2 separate regions of the Sus scrofa genome follow, and region 2 is linked to region 1. Evidence: chromatin contacts called from public HiChIP or PLAC-seq data. All regions are on one chromosome and are shown on one strand. The core of a region is the stretch at or near the end of the contact, and the rest is flanking DNA. Distances in the headings are between cores, read along the strand shown. Region 1 holds the start of MFAP3L (microfibrillar-associated protein 3-like). Region 2 overlaps LOC102166040 (a long non-coding RNA gene).

Region 1 (2,700 bases), core at 42-2,541:
TGGAGCGAGGTTCTGGGGAGAATGCGAAGCGGAGTCTCAGAGACTGAACTGCCTGAGGGAAAAGGAATGCGGCAGTGCAGAAAGACCCTGGAGCGAGGACATAGACCTTAGTCTCTGGCAAGAAAAAAATAAAGTAAAAATTTCGTGTCCTAGTGCAATTGTAAAGACTGCTTGTTAAGTATGAGAAAAGTATGAAGGGTTTAGGTTTCCTGAAAGAGAAACGAGCTGAAAGTTCTACGAGCTAACGTTGAAATAGGATTTCCAGTTCCTATCAGGCTGTGACTCACCTGCAGGCCAGATGCCCCTCCCCCGCCTTCCAGCCAGGTCCCCTGCACCTGCGGCCGGACCACGCACCTGCGCCTCCCCTGCGCGGTCCGACCCCGGGTCCCGGCAGCGTCCACCTGGTCGAGCCACGCTGCGCTGGAGGGCGAGCATGCTCAGTCGGGTCCTGACCCGCTTCTGAGGCAGGGCCGGCGGCTGGGGTCGCGGCGCTGCCCCGCGTGGCTCGCCCAGGACAGAGTGAGAAGAGGGAGCGCGGAGCGGCGTCAGCCGCACCCCGGCACCGCTCCTGCAGGAGCCCACAGCCGGCTCCCGCGGAGCAGAGGGCAATCCGCCACTCCGGATTTTCGCCGCAGCCGGGGGAGGGGCGGGGTCAGGAGTGGAGGGCGGGGCATGGGCGGGGGCGGGGCGGGGCCGGCCGGGGAGCCGAGGGAGGAGGAGCGGGTCCCGGGCCCAGGAACGCGCAGTCCTGCAGTCTGGAAAGGGGCCGCTCACACTGCGGGGCCGGGCCGCTCAACTTCTGCAGGCGCCTTGAAAAAATCGCCGCTCTTAATGAAAAAGCACCACAGTGTTCACTAGAAAAAAACTTACAAACTACAAATAGTCACAATAGGAGAAGCCTAGAATCCCGAGCCCGCCGCTCGCAAACCGCCGGTGGACGTCCTGCTCCTGCGGTTCCGCGCGCGGCGGGGCTCTGAAAGCGGGGGCACCGCGGCCTCACCGGGGCCCTGCTCGGGGTAGGTCCGAGTCGCGGGCCAGGGCCGGGTTCCGAACCCCGCAAGGCGGGATCTCGGGACCCTCTCCCGAAACTCTCGCCCGAGACTGCCGAGGCTCCCGTACTACAGCCCAGGGCAGGCGCCGCTGGGGAGCTGGGCACCGGGTCTGGCCTCCGGGCCGCGCTGACCGAGGGGCCGCCCCCCTCTCCCTGGCCCCTCCCCGGCGGGCCGGTCCACAGCCCCCGGCCTCGCCGCCCGCCCCGCCCCGCCGCGCTGCAGCGAAGACCCGGCGGCGCCGCGCTGCGCGCACTGGGCATGCTCCGCCCGGCTGCTCCTCTGCTCCGGGAGGCTGGGCTCAGCGAGGCTCTGCAGCCCGCAGCCCGCAGCCCGCAGCCCGCACGCCGGCGCGGGGGCAGAGGCGGCCGCTGGAGAGGTTGCCGGGCGTCGGCGCGGCGCGGCTCCCGGTCTGGCCATGGCGAGGAGCACGCGGCGGTCGCCGGGGTGGCGAGGCGACGTCAGGTTAGGCTGGCGGGGCGCGGGCGGGGGCTTGGGCGGCGGGGAGCCCCGCACCGCGTGGTGGCCGAGTCACCGCCAGCGCCGGGGCCGCGCAACTTTGGGGCACTCGGGCTGAAGGAGCCCGCGGCCGGGGCTGCACGCCGGGAGGCGCCCAGGTCCCTGCGGCGGGCTCCTCCTGGGTCGCAAGATGCTTCGGGATCCTTGCAGGAGCATCCGGCAGCGGCGGGTTGGAGACACTGTGTCCCAGGTTGCCGCTATAGCCCTCCTACGACTCGGAGCGTGGTATTCGCCGCACGCTGCCGAGGAGCCTCCCGGTCTCCGGGGAGAGGGAACGCCAAGCCGCGGCGGGGCCTTCGCCGACTATAGGTCACCTGGGTCACCGGCTCTCAGTGTCCCCAGAACAAGGAGGGGGGTGCAGGCCCTGAGTGCGGGTGGCACGTCCTGAGCCAGGCGGGCGCCGCGTCCTAGTGCCGCAGGGGTGCGGGGAACTGTGGGCGCCGGCAGCCGCCGCCTCCGCTGGAGCTCTTGGAGTTTGTCGCATTTGACTCCATAGCAAGTTGACATCGAATTGCTTCCTGGCGTGGAATGGGGAAATATGCTTCATCGGCTTAAAAAACAGAGTAATTGCAGAGCTGATTTATTTTAAGCTCGACCATTAACCAGTCTTCCCCTCCAAAAAACTTGAGCTTGCAAGTTGCAAGATTTATAAAGCAAGCTAGCAAAAAAGAAAAATGTTTGCAGGTCCCTTATCGTCTCACTGTAGAAAATAATGTATTATGGTTGAATTGTCATTGTGTTTAAGTATGCTTGTTACAGAAAAGTTGGATTACTGTAGCCATCTTTTTTTGCATTATTTTGGCTTTATAATAAGATTTGGAAACGTAGTTGCAGAAGCTCAATGTTTTTTGCAAAAGTTTTCTCACTTTTGTTTCTAAATGAAACACTTTTTTTCAGTTGCTACTATACGAACATAGTAAAATTGTCAGGGGGAAATGCAAGATGGAAGAAAATTTATTTTCAGAAGGGAGTAAGAACAGCATAGTTTTACTGGGCATATTATTTTCATAGAGAACGCAGTTTGTAGGTCCACCGCCATTTCTGTTGGTTATTTATAAAACACTTTTTTCCTTCATAAAACATCCTTACCATTACCATGCTTAGGATTACTGATTTTAGGAGGAAGGCAAAC
Region 2 (2,716 bases), core at 190-2,689, 130 kb after region 1:
CTCTGTGCTTGTGCCTCCAACTCCGCCCCATGTAACGCAATGTCCCTGTCCCTCTGCCCAGCCAGCTCCTGCTGGTTAGTGGCATTTGCTGCACCCCTGGGTGACTGCTCTGAAGCTGCCCGATGCCACCTATGAAGCTCAGCTGTCTCATTCTGACTCTGTCCAGAAAGGCTCAGCTTCCCCATCAACAATATTCTGGTCCTTCAAGACCCACACCAGCTCTCCCTGGGGTGCACTCAAGACTCCACTGTGGCCATGGTTTCACACCAGCAAAATAAAGTGAATTAAACCTAAGGGGGGAAAGACTAGCTTTACCAGCCAAGGCTAAACAACAGAGCAACAGAGACTTTCAGATAAAAAGAAAAAAAAAAGTAGTAAGAAATTAAATATTGATTAACGTACTGATTAAAAAGGAAAATTTTGCCAAGATAGCTTCCTGGACCTATGTGCCTCTAAGACATAGGTTCACATTTTTCAAACCAAAGATTGATAGGATTACCATGAGAAATGACAAATCCATAGTCTCAGAGAAGTTTTATACACCTCTCTCAGCAAGAGATAACAAAGAGTCAATAAATTACTTGATATATAAGAACTAAAAAACACTTAGGTAGCTGCTCCCAGATAATCTCCATGGAGAACAGGCTACATCCTGCCTTATGAAGAGGTTGCCTGAGAGAAACCCAAAACCACAGGACTCTACAGGGACTGGCCAGATGAGACCAGCTTCCCTTAAAAGACAGGGCTGGAAACAACCTTAGAGGGAAGGCTAAGAGCCTAGACAGCTGTAAAGAACAGCAGCCACAGCACTTCCGAAGGGGGAATATCAGAGACTCCAGGGAATGAAGTTTCCAGATGCTCAGTGGAACAGACTGCTAAGGTGAGGCACTGGGTCACGTCTGGTAGAAGTTTGATTAGCAAGGCTGTCCTGGGAGTTCCTGTGTGGCTCAGTAGGTTAAGGATCTGACATTGTCACTGTGAGAATGCAGGTTCTATCCCTGACCTCGGTGGGTTAAGGATCTGGCGTTGCTTTGAGCTGTGGTGTAGGTTGCAGACATGGCTCCAATTCGACCCTGATCCTGGGAACTTCCATATGGCACAGGTACGGCCCTACAAAGAAAAAAGGAAGGGAGGGAGGAAGGGAAAGAAAGAAAGTAAGAAAGAAGGAAAGAAAGAAAAGGGAAAAAGAAAGGCTGGCTGTCCAGGGTGATGGGGACACTCAGGCCAGACTCTGCTTGGTCCTTTAAGTAAAGTGGCCACTTCTTGGGGGGAGAATTTAGAACTTTGCAGATCAAACTGAAGGTTCTCCTGGGATTTTCACACATACCACAGACCCTCTTTCCCGGTTCACCCCAACCACCTCTTAGGATGCCTCGCTTCACAGCCAGGAGGAGGCTTGTAGAACAGATGTTGATGGTATTAGCTCAGCGGGGACCTCAGGGTCCCCGGGCCACACCGGTTTTCAGAGGGAAGGTGGGAGGCCAGGCTCCGACGCTCAGGCGCTGTGTCTCCAGACATGGGTTCCAGGAAATGAGGGCCGAGAGAGTAAAGTCTACTCTGGCTGGGGGGCTGCACAACGGAGATTAGAACTCCAGACCCCCTGGCCACTTCCTCTGGGTCATGTTGCTGCCTCGCTTCCTGTTTTTCCACTCAGGCAAATTGTGACATGAAATTTGAAAACCAGTCACCAGGCTAAAGAATGCAAGGTATTCAGGTCATTAAGGGCGTTGTTTACAAAGAGCCAGGACAATGCCGTCTACACGTGAAACATCCCCCTCCTGCGAAAGAGAGGTGAACTCCAGCTGCTGCGGCCAATGTCCTGCTTCATCGTGCGCTCAGATGACACTGTTGTCAAAACTAGACCTGTTTTTAGGAAGGCACACTAAAGTGCCCTTTGTTTTTTGGTTTTAACTTGACAAAAAACCTCACTACTTGAAACAGCAAGAAATGAATCCATCCATCCATCAACCAACCCAAACCTATATATTTTTGCCCAAGCCTTAAAATATATATTTACAATTTCAATAACATGTAGTGGAAGCACTGTGCTTTGTAAGAACTAAGGCATTTGATTCTTCCTGTCAAGCAGTAAACTAGAGACATTCGTCACAGCAGATGGCTTGTTCTGCCATATACTCATTTGTCATGTTGTTGCTTTCTGCTATTTGCTCATTTTTAGGCTCTACAGCGGGGATTTGTAAACTTTTTCCATCCAGGGCCAGAGAACAGGTGCTTTCCGCTGTGAGTCAAGCTCTCCCTGAGTGGGGGCACCTCTGCCTCCAGCACAGGGTAGTCCCCAAGGGAGGTAAGCAGAGGAGGGCATCTGGATTGGCCCCAAGCTGCAGGAGCAGGTCCCTGCTGGGCAGTACACTGTGCTGTGTGGCCAGAGGAGCGCCAGCCAGGTGTCAGCTTCAGCTTGGTGCAATTAAGCATCCTTCGTCTCTGCTCTGCATAACCCAACTTGCTTGTATGCTCTTCTCAGCGAGCAAAGTATAAGCCTTGTGGACGGGGACAACACTTTCTGAATCTGATATTCTCCATGATTCACACTTGAGGAAGGCACTCTGGCTGTACTATCCAACCACTCAGAATCAAATCCTGGTCTCACCACTGAAGAGCTGTGAGACCCTCTTACAAATACTGTGTAATTCTACTGACATGAGGTAGCTAGAGGAGCCACATTTATAGACAGTAGACTATTGACTGCCAAGGTCTG

What was found. HiChIP or PLAC-seq counts read pairs in DNA pulled down with a chosen protein or histone mark.
Region 2: a contact with region 1 is called in an H3K27ac HiChIP or PLAC-seq map of skeletal muscle, with 8 times the contacts expected there. The contact joins the enhancer-like site here to the promoter of MFAP3L in region 1. A contact is called at or near these places in 1 of 5 promoter capture datasets (liver), 12 of 47 Hi-C or Micro-C datasets (alveolar macrophages, epiblast stem cells, heart right ventricle and 5 more) and 1 of 2 datasets of contacts at active chromatin or transcription factors (skeletal muscle).

Annotation. Positions count from the first base shown.
Region 1 is chr14:19,823,845-19,826,544 of Sscrofa11.1, forward strand. It overlaps MFAP3L (microfibrillar-associated protein 3-like), which reads left to right and starts at 1,292. Exons shown (of 4, transcript XR_002338663.1): 1 at 1,292-1,514.
Region 2 is chr14:19,950,867-19,953,582 of Sscrofa11.1, forward strand. The region is part of intron 2 of LOC102166040 (a long non-coding RNA gene); the gene reads left to right. The region is part of intron 2 of LOC102165957 (a long non-coding RNA gene); the gene reads right to left. Among named protein-coding and RNA genes, the nearest start is that of MFAP3L, 130 kb to the left of the region's middle. Within about 2 kb of position 1,440, at least 5 of the 83 cell types and tissues checked have an H3K27ac peak or open chromatin away from gene starts, as enhancers often do. A contact at or near this core is called in skeletal muscle, where this site is marked.